2 separate regions of the Sus scrofa genome follow, and region 1 is linked to region 2. Evidence: chromatin contacts called from public HiChIP or PLAC-seq data. All regions are on one chromosome and are shown on one strand. The core of a region is the stretch at or near the end of the contact, and the rest is flanking DNA. Distances in the headings are between cores, read along the strand shown. Region 1 holds the start of LOC100623691 (C-type lectin domain family 2 member E-like). Region 2 holds the start of CLEC12A (C-type lectin domain family 12 member A).

Region 1 (4,497 bases), core at 1,087-3,586, 55 kb after region 2:
TTTACTTCTGGGGAACAGAGAGGGAAACAACCTGATGGTATTTATGCTGGTCTTCTGCTAAATGACACTCTAGTTATTCACAGTGTGAACTTGCTTGACAGGCCCCCGTCTCAACTTTCATCTTTCTTCGGTGTTTCTCTCACCTTCAAAATAAACATCTTGCACTAGATTCTTCAAGTTCCACCACCCAGCATCCCATGTCTTCATTTTTGACTACCTCTTTCTCTAGGCTTTTTTCATCCTTTGAAGGGGCAGCAATCTGTCTTTCCTTTCTTGTACTTGGTCCCTGAGCTGTATTACTCCCTAAATGTTTACAGAGAGGTGAAGCAGAGTATTGGGAAAAACCCAGGCCAAGCCCTGGAGTACTTAACAATTTAAAAGATTTTTTTCAAAAAATGTTGTGACCTAAATAAAGTAGGGTTGTCAAGTAAATACGAGCTATCCAGTTAAATTTTAAATTCAGTTTTAAAATGGTATATTTTAATGTATGCCTCATGCACTGTTTCTGTTTGTTTTATCTGCAATATTTGTGCTGACCTGAAATTCAAATTTAACTGGCAATGCTAAGGCTTTAATTTGCTCAGTTTGGTCACCTATCCATAACCTCACGGGAATGAGTTGGCTAGAAAAATGAAATTTCATACAAATTTGTATAGGCGGTAGAAATTATTTCATTGAGAAGGAAGGCTTTTCTTCCGTCATTCCTCTTAATTCGAATTCTTCCCACTGTTCCACATGCATATCGGTTGCTGTATCCACTACCTAATCCCATTTTTTTTCTTAGAATTTATTAGATATTTAGGTGTACCGTTAGTATTTTTCAAATGACTGAAAAACATCGGGAAATTCTTTTAAAAAAAAAAGAAACAAACAAACAAACAAAAACAAATGGCTACCAACTACATTTTTTTTTTTTTTAAGGCCATACCCTTGACTTATGGAAGTTCCAGGGCCAAGGACTGAATCAAAGCCTCAGCTATGACCTATGCCAGAGCTACAGCAATGCCAGATCCTTTAATGCACTGCACCAGGCCGGGGATCAAGCCCAAGCCTCCACAGCAACCCAGACAACTACAGTCAGATCTTAACACACTGCACCACAGTGGGAAATTCCACTTTAGTCTCTGGCTTTCGCAAGTCACGGAAACCTTACTGGAGTAAGGAGAAGCATAGCTACTGAGGTTTCTACAAAGTCAGTTTGTTATTAGAAGAAACATCATAGCACAAATTTCTTAATCCAGGTGGCTGCAACAGATGGAAGGAAACAGTACAAAACTGAAGGATATGTACTTAGATCCCACGTGTTCGGTCCAGTGGAGAACATCTCTACACTTCATTATTTCTCAAGGCAGCTGGAGATCTGGTTAACAAGCACCCACAAGCTTAGAGCAGCTGTCTCTGGAGGTGAGATGTCAAGGAAATGTTGCTAGGCAACAACTCAAACCAGACCATCTTCAGATCATTACACAACTAGACATCCGTTGTGTCACATGTCGAATGCCTGGTAACATTCTCTTGTCACTCTCACAGTGGCAGTAGTGTGTTCTTAGTTACTATACTTCAAGGCAGTTGGAGTCCAAATTTCAAAAAATATAGCTAGTAATAATATAACTCTTTTACCTTTTCTATTTTGTGTCTAAAACATGTACTAACTCATTCTGAAGTAACTCATCTCAAAACCCACACTAGAAACAAGAGAAAAATGGGGAAAAAATTACATACATGTGCAATGATTTAAAGGCTTAAAAGATGTGGTAGGTGCACTCTAAGGAATCACAGGAAATATTTACTTATGAAACAGATAATGAAATAAATAGAAAATAGTTTCAACACAATGAGATTCCCCAAAAGGTTGTATTTTTTTAAAAAGTAATTTATAAGACTAAGATATTTTTTAAGGTTCTGCCTCCCTTCCTTTTTACCTAGCAAGAACTGATGTCCCCAATTTATGATCAAGAAAGAATCATGAACCCACAACCCTCAGCCACATTTGTGAAAATGGAAAGAATGCATAGACAGGGATTAGAGGATGGGGAACCAGGTCAATCTAGTATTTTGAAAAGACTATACTAAGCACACAGAAATTAACCTTATTCTTTCATTGCATTAAACTCACTCTAAGACTCTTCCACACCTGGAGAGTTTGGGATCAGTCCCATATATTCTGTGGTTCCTTTCAGTAACAAGAACATTCTCATTTCAGAAATTAGTATGTCCAATATAACATAAACACTTCGATGTCTTCTATCCAAACTTAAACCTCAACTGAAAACCTCTTCCCTCCTCCAGTTTACACTACTTCTGACCTGGAATCCTAGGAGCTGATGAGATGAGCTGTTTGTGTCCTGTTTTTCTCTCTAGTTTCATCAGTTCCTCTTCATACTAGCTGCTGTTTCTGACCCAGTATGGGGAGAGAAAACTGGAAGAACAGAGCACATGTGTGATTTGATGGCTGCCTTACTGAGTGAGTGATTTTGTGGGTTTCTCAGAAATCACCTTATCTGATGGCTACTTACTTTCTATGAGAGATGTTTTTCTTGAACTGTTCTTCCTCAGCTTTAGGGCTTTCATTGTCTAGAGCCTCATTGGATACTTTTTTTTTTTTTTTTTTTTGTCTTTTTGCTATTTCTTGGGCCGCTCCCGCCGGCATATGGAGGTTCCCAGGCTAGGGGGTCGAATCTGAGCTGTAGCCTCCGGCCTACGCCAGAGCCACAGCAACTCGGGATCCAAGCCGCGTCTGCAACCTACACCACAGCTCACGGCAACGCTGGATCGTTAACCCACTGAGCAAGGGCAGGGACTGAACCCGCAACCTCATGGTTCCTAGCAGGATTCGTTAACCACTGCGCCACCACGGGAACTCCGATACTTTTTTTTTTTTAATTGTACAATATATACAACATGAACTTTCCTGTCTTAACCATCTTTAAGTGTATAGTTCAGTAGTGTTAAGTACATTCACATTGTTGTGCAACCAATCTCTGGAATGCTTTTCATATTGCCAAAATGAAACTCTATACCTATTAAACAATAACTCACCACTTCCTCCTCTCCCCGTCCCCAACTCCTGACAACCACTATTCTACTTTCTGTTTCTATGAGTTTGGTCAGTCTAGGTCCCTCTTACAATAGAATCATGCAGTGTTTTTTGTTTGTTATGGCTTATTTCACCTGGCATAATATCCTCAAGATCCATCCATGTTGAAGCATGTGTTATATTTTTTTTTCCTTTTTAATGTTGAATAATATTCCATTGTGGGTATGTACACTTTGTTTATCCACTCATCCATAAATGGATATTTGTGTTTCTTTCACCTCTTGGCTATTGTGAACAGTGATGTTTTGAACATGGATTCATAGGAGGTTCCCACTGTGGCTCAGCAGTAATGAACCCAACTAGGATCCATGAGAATGCAGGTTTGATCCCTGACCTCGCTCAGTGGGTTAAGGATCTGGTGTTGAGGAGAGCTGTGGTGTAGGTCACAGATGTGGCTCAGATCTCGTATTGTTTGGCTATTACATAGGCCGGCAGCTACAGCTTTGCTTCGACCCCTAGCCTGGGAATTTCCATATGCCACTAGTCCCACCCTAAAAAGACAAAAAAAAAAAAAAAAAAAAAAAAGAATATGGGTCCATAAATTTGTCTTGAAAACATTGCTTTCAGTTATTTGAGGGTATATCTCCAAAAGTAGAAATGCTGGATCCTATAATAATTCAATGTTTAATTTTTTGAAGAAACACTATAGCGTTTTCCACAGTGGTCACACCATTTTCTATTCCCACAACTGTGCATAGAGGTGTCAATGAATCCACCTCCTCTTAGCACTTGTTATTTTCTATATTTTGAAAGTAGTGATCCTAATGGCTCTCCTAATGGTGTCTTATGTCACTGTGATTTTGATTTGCATCTCACTAAAGATTACTGATGTGGAGCCTCTTTTCATGTATTTGATGACCACTTGCATGTCTTTTTTGGAGAAATGTCTATTCAAGTTCTTTTTTTTTTAATTGGGTTTTATTTTGTTTTTGTTTTTGTTTTACTGTTGAGATGGAGGAGTTTTTAAACATGTGATGAATTTTAATCCCTTATCAGATATATAACTTGTAAATATTTTTTCCAGTTCTGTACATGACCTTTTCACTCTATTGACGAGGTCCTTTGATGCACAGAAAATTTTCATTCTGATATAGTCCAACTTGACAATTTTTGCTTTCATTGCCGGGGATGTGGGTGTCATAGTCAAGAAATTATTGCCAAATTCATTGTCATAAAGTGTCGCCCTAAGTGTTTTAAAAATTTTAGCTCTATGTTTAGATCTTTGATAGATTTTAAATTAATTTTTTTGGTGGTGTAAGATAAGGGTTCCGCTTCCTTATTTGGCACATAGATATCAAGCTTCCCCAGCCCCATTAGTTGAAAACATGGTACTTTCCCTGGTGAATAGTCTTGGCACTCTCGTTGAAAATCACTTGCACAGATAGGTGAAGAGTGATTTC
Region 2 (4,087 bases), core at 1,042-3,541:
TCTGGTATTCTCTTCAGTTCCTTTTCTTGGTGAAACTCACAGAAACAAGATTAGTGGGACAAACTATACACCCTGTCATTGCAGTTTGTCTGGATGGCAACCAATATCCATCATTTCCTACATCCCTACCTTGCTGGACTCCACTCACCCTTGACGACACCCTCAACCAGACCAGGTGTTTTACCAACTAGTGGGACCAAGGTACCCATCAGTCAGGGGCCTAAGCCCCTGGCAAAATACACTAATTCTTTTTTGTTTTTTCCTGGAGATGCTTCATTTATTTTTCACCCTCAGATGCTACAGGCTATTTTTGGTGGCGCTAGATATTAATAATGACCAGTGTAACTTTCCTGACTGTTAAACAAACTATCCCACAGCAAACTTGCCTAAAGACATCGTGGTGACCTTTTAACATACACATTTTCTAAAATATATGCTCAAAGTACAAAAGATCCACATTTACAAGAGTATGAAATATGGACAATAGCCCATTTCTAGTGAACTTACCTATTAGCTGTCAAAATTTATCAGGGGACTGTCAGGGGACATCCTAGTGGGTCACCTTCATTGCAAACACCTGCTTCACTTTCTCTCTTATGCAACAATAGTCCTACATTCCCCTGATAAGCAGGTTAATTAGCCCTGTCAGGATTGTGACTCATTTTCTTTTCCTGTTGTGTTCCTGGCATAAGAAGCCCAGGGTAGCAGACATAGCTTAAAACTTAATGAGGAGCTCCCACTGTGGTTCAGTGGGTTAAGGATCCGATAGTGTCTCTTTGAGGATGCAGGTATGATTCCTAGCCTCTCTCAGGGGGTTAAGGATCCGGCGTTGTCACAGCTGTGACATAGGTGGCACACGAAGCTTGGGTCTGGTATTGCTGTGGCTGTGGAGTAGCCCTGCGGCTCCCACTCTGGTTCAACCCCTGGCCCAGGAAATTCCATATACCACAGGTGTCACCATAAAAAGACAAAAAAAAAAAAAATTGAATGGGATTCTCACTGCGATGCCTGAAGTGTTTCCACTCTGGAAACCAGGGCTTCTAAATTAGCAGATGTTAAAATGGTAAGGACGTAAGCAAAAATTCCCCTTCTACGAAGGCAACCATGCATTTTAGAAAAGGAAATGATCAGGCCTTTCGGAAAATACTAGACTCGGGCTCTGATCCTATACTAATTCCAGGAGACCCAAACTTCACTGTGGCCCATTCGTCAGGGCCAACGGCGGTCAGGTAACCAGTGGGGTTTTAGCTTAGGTGGGTGTAATGGTAGGCCCAGTGTGTCCCTGAATCCATCCTGCGGTCATTGTCCATTTCCACAATGCACAGTTGGAATAAATCCACTCAGCAGCTGGCAGCATCCACCCTTAAAGGACATTTGGTCTTGTCCAAAACAAGCATAAGCCATTTGCTCCATGAGCCATTTGATCCACACCAAAAAGTCCTCGAAACTTGGTCATATTTAGTTCTGTTCCAAACCATCTGGCATGGACAAAATATGCTCATCGACATTTTGGACAGGACCAAATTTCCAGGACTTTTTGGTGTGGATCAAATGGCTTATAGACATTTGGCCAGACCCAGATATCTGCTAACCTCCAGACCTGCAGAGCTATTTCTGGAGCTTTGGGTATACTGCCCATAGCCATCTGTATGCATACTTCCTGGCACAGTTCCTATTCTAAATCCCTTACTATGCTTCTTGTTACTAGAGAATCTAAGTGTTCTCTTGGTCCTCTAGGCACTCCTGTACCTGGATAACAGGGTGACTGCGTGGGACTTATCTCCTCTCTCTGTGCACATGTGATCTTGGCTCAGGCAAACCTCTCTATCAGGACCTGGAGATGTACAGAAAATCTATGCCAGGCCACTGGGGCTGACTAGCAAGGGTTTGAGAATTGTATCCTTTCTCCTCTTTCTCTCCTTAAAAGTGTTTCTCCAAGAAATGCTTGTTATATCTGCAGCACATAGCACTGGTGATTTGCAGCCCTTGGCACAACGCTAATAATACCCAAACACAGTTTTAAAAATTACTTTCTGTAGTTGGTAGACACAGAGAAATGAGAAAAGAAAGAGATAAGAGGAAGAAAGGTGTTCCTTCTTGTAACAGCACTCTGCTCTCTTTAGGGTGGCAGCTTGTTTCCGGATATGTGGGTGATTGGGACTCGATTTAAAAACAGAAGTTTTTAAGTTTAAGCTTTGGTTTATAAACGGAGGTTAAAATCACAACTCTGATCACCATCAAACTGTGTTAGTTCACCCTCGTTTTTCTTTTCTTTTTTTTTTTACAGTTTGTCAAGCTTTCCCTGCATAGTCATCAATGTCTGAAGAAGTCACTTATGCAGATCTAAAATTCCAGGACTCTGGTAAGAAAGAAAATACCCAGGAGTTTGGCAACTTTGGGATAAAAGGTAAGATTTTGAGCTATGGCTGTGTTGTGAGGTGGATAAAATGTGGAAGGTGGCAGAAGTGTAAGGGTAGATGCCTTGCTCCTTGAGTGTTAGTGAATTGACAATAACCTTTCAATTTGAATTTTTAATTTAAGCCTCTTATTTTTTACCAAAACTACCAAAAATGACCATACAAAAGGATTTTAAAGGATTTTTTAAAGAAAATAAGCAGTGCATTTAACACACAATCTTTTATAATTTTTTTCAATCTATCACAATCATGATTAGGCTAGGATAGTATTTTCATATGACTGGATTATGAATTATTTTTCCCCCATGAAAGAAAGCCATAGAACTAGGAACATGTTGTTCAGGAAAGTCTTGGGTTTGTATGTTCTTTTTTAGAAGAAAATGCTAATTTGTGTGTGTGTGTGTGTGTGTGTGTGTGTGTGTGTGTGTGTCTAAGAAAGAGATAGGGAGAGAGAGCCAAAGAAAGAGACAGAGAGAAGGGACCTTCAGAGGATTTTATTTTAGTTTTTACCAAATAAAGCTTTTATTAGAATTTGCTAATAGAATTTTTAGAATTTTTCTTACTTCCTTTGGAGATCTCTTTCCAACTTATTACAATATGGAAGAGGTTAAGTTACCTGAAAAGACACATCAAAGACTAAAGGGAGGAAAGAAATAAATATTGGAAGATACAATAATTCAAATGCACCCTGTACCTGGAAAGTTTGTATTTTTTAAGTCAAATTTAATTATGATATAAATGGACCACTTGTGTTTACTTTCAGTTTATGCTTCAATAAAGTATCCCTAATGTCCCAGAATACCCATACTTAAAATCAGTGTGTATAAATTAAATGGTAGATATAGAGAACACAAAGAGTTAACAGAAGCAGTGATATTAGGAGAAAAGAGTAATAGAAAAATACTCGTGTATTCTTTCATTGGTTTTTTACCTCTAAAAAATGTAGCATTCTTTGACGTTCTACCTTACTGTGAACCGAATTTTCACTGTTTAATCTTGGATCCACTTATCATTATCATTCCCCATTTATCCATTGTCATTCTCATTTATCATGAACATTATAAATCTTGATGAAGGATAACAGCTTAATTCTGTAGCCTTTTCCTTGAATACTGATTTTTTTTTTAAAGGGCAGGATGCTAAGGATGTCACAATACTTTCTGTCTTAATTTTCTTGTTTGTATTTCTCTTTTTATGGTGTGAGAGGAACATACCATAAACGCAATACACCGTAATTGCTCTTTACAAATCCTACCACGTCCCTTCTCTTTTCCTGTCCTACTAATCATTCTCATTCTAAATTTCCACTTCAGAAATTCTTTGACCCTGAAGAAATTTTTCATCCATGTCTTGTTGACTTTCTCAATTTTATCTAATTTTCTGATTATTCAGTCTATAAAGACTATATAATGTAATGTAAACTTTGTATTATATAACGTCTAACCTGACTCTCTTATACATCTCTTCTTTGTGTTTTTTCTAGAAAAATTCCAATTCTTGTTAAATTTAAACATCCACTCACCTGTGCCCCACCTGAGCAGCTGAACATTTTCAGTAAAAAATACACACAAAATTTCAAGCCCAGTTCACTCTCACTTGATGAGCTTTGCTCCTACTTCATTCTACCCCTTTTCTTTCTACTGTCCAAATTTCCATCCTGCCATATCCTC

What was found. HiChIP or PLAC-seq counts read pairs in DNA pulled down with a chosen protein or histone mark.
Region 1: a contact with region 2 is called in an H3K27ac HiChIP or PLAC-seq map of alveolar macrophages. The contact joins the promoter of LOC100623691 here to the promoter of CLEC12A in region 2. A contact is called at or near these places in 3 of 47 Hi-C or Micro-C datasets (alveolar macrophages and blood) and 1 of 2 datasets of contacts at active chromatin or transcription factors (alveolar macrophages).

The regions. Positions count from the first base shown.
Region 1 is chr5:61,975,847-61,980,343 of Sscrofa11.1, forward strand. It overlaps LOC100623691 (C-type lectin domain family 2 member E-like), which reads left to right and starts at 2,337. Exons shown (of 4, transcript XM_021092368.1): 1 at 2,337-2,464. The coding sequence starts at 2,437.
Region 2 is chr5:61,920,766-61,924,852 of Sscrofa11.1, forward strand. It overlaps CLEC12A (C-type lectin domain family 12 member A), which reads left to right and starts at 2,292. Exons shown (of 6, transcript NM_001301669.1): 1 at 2,292-2,407. The coding sequence starts at 2,317.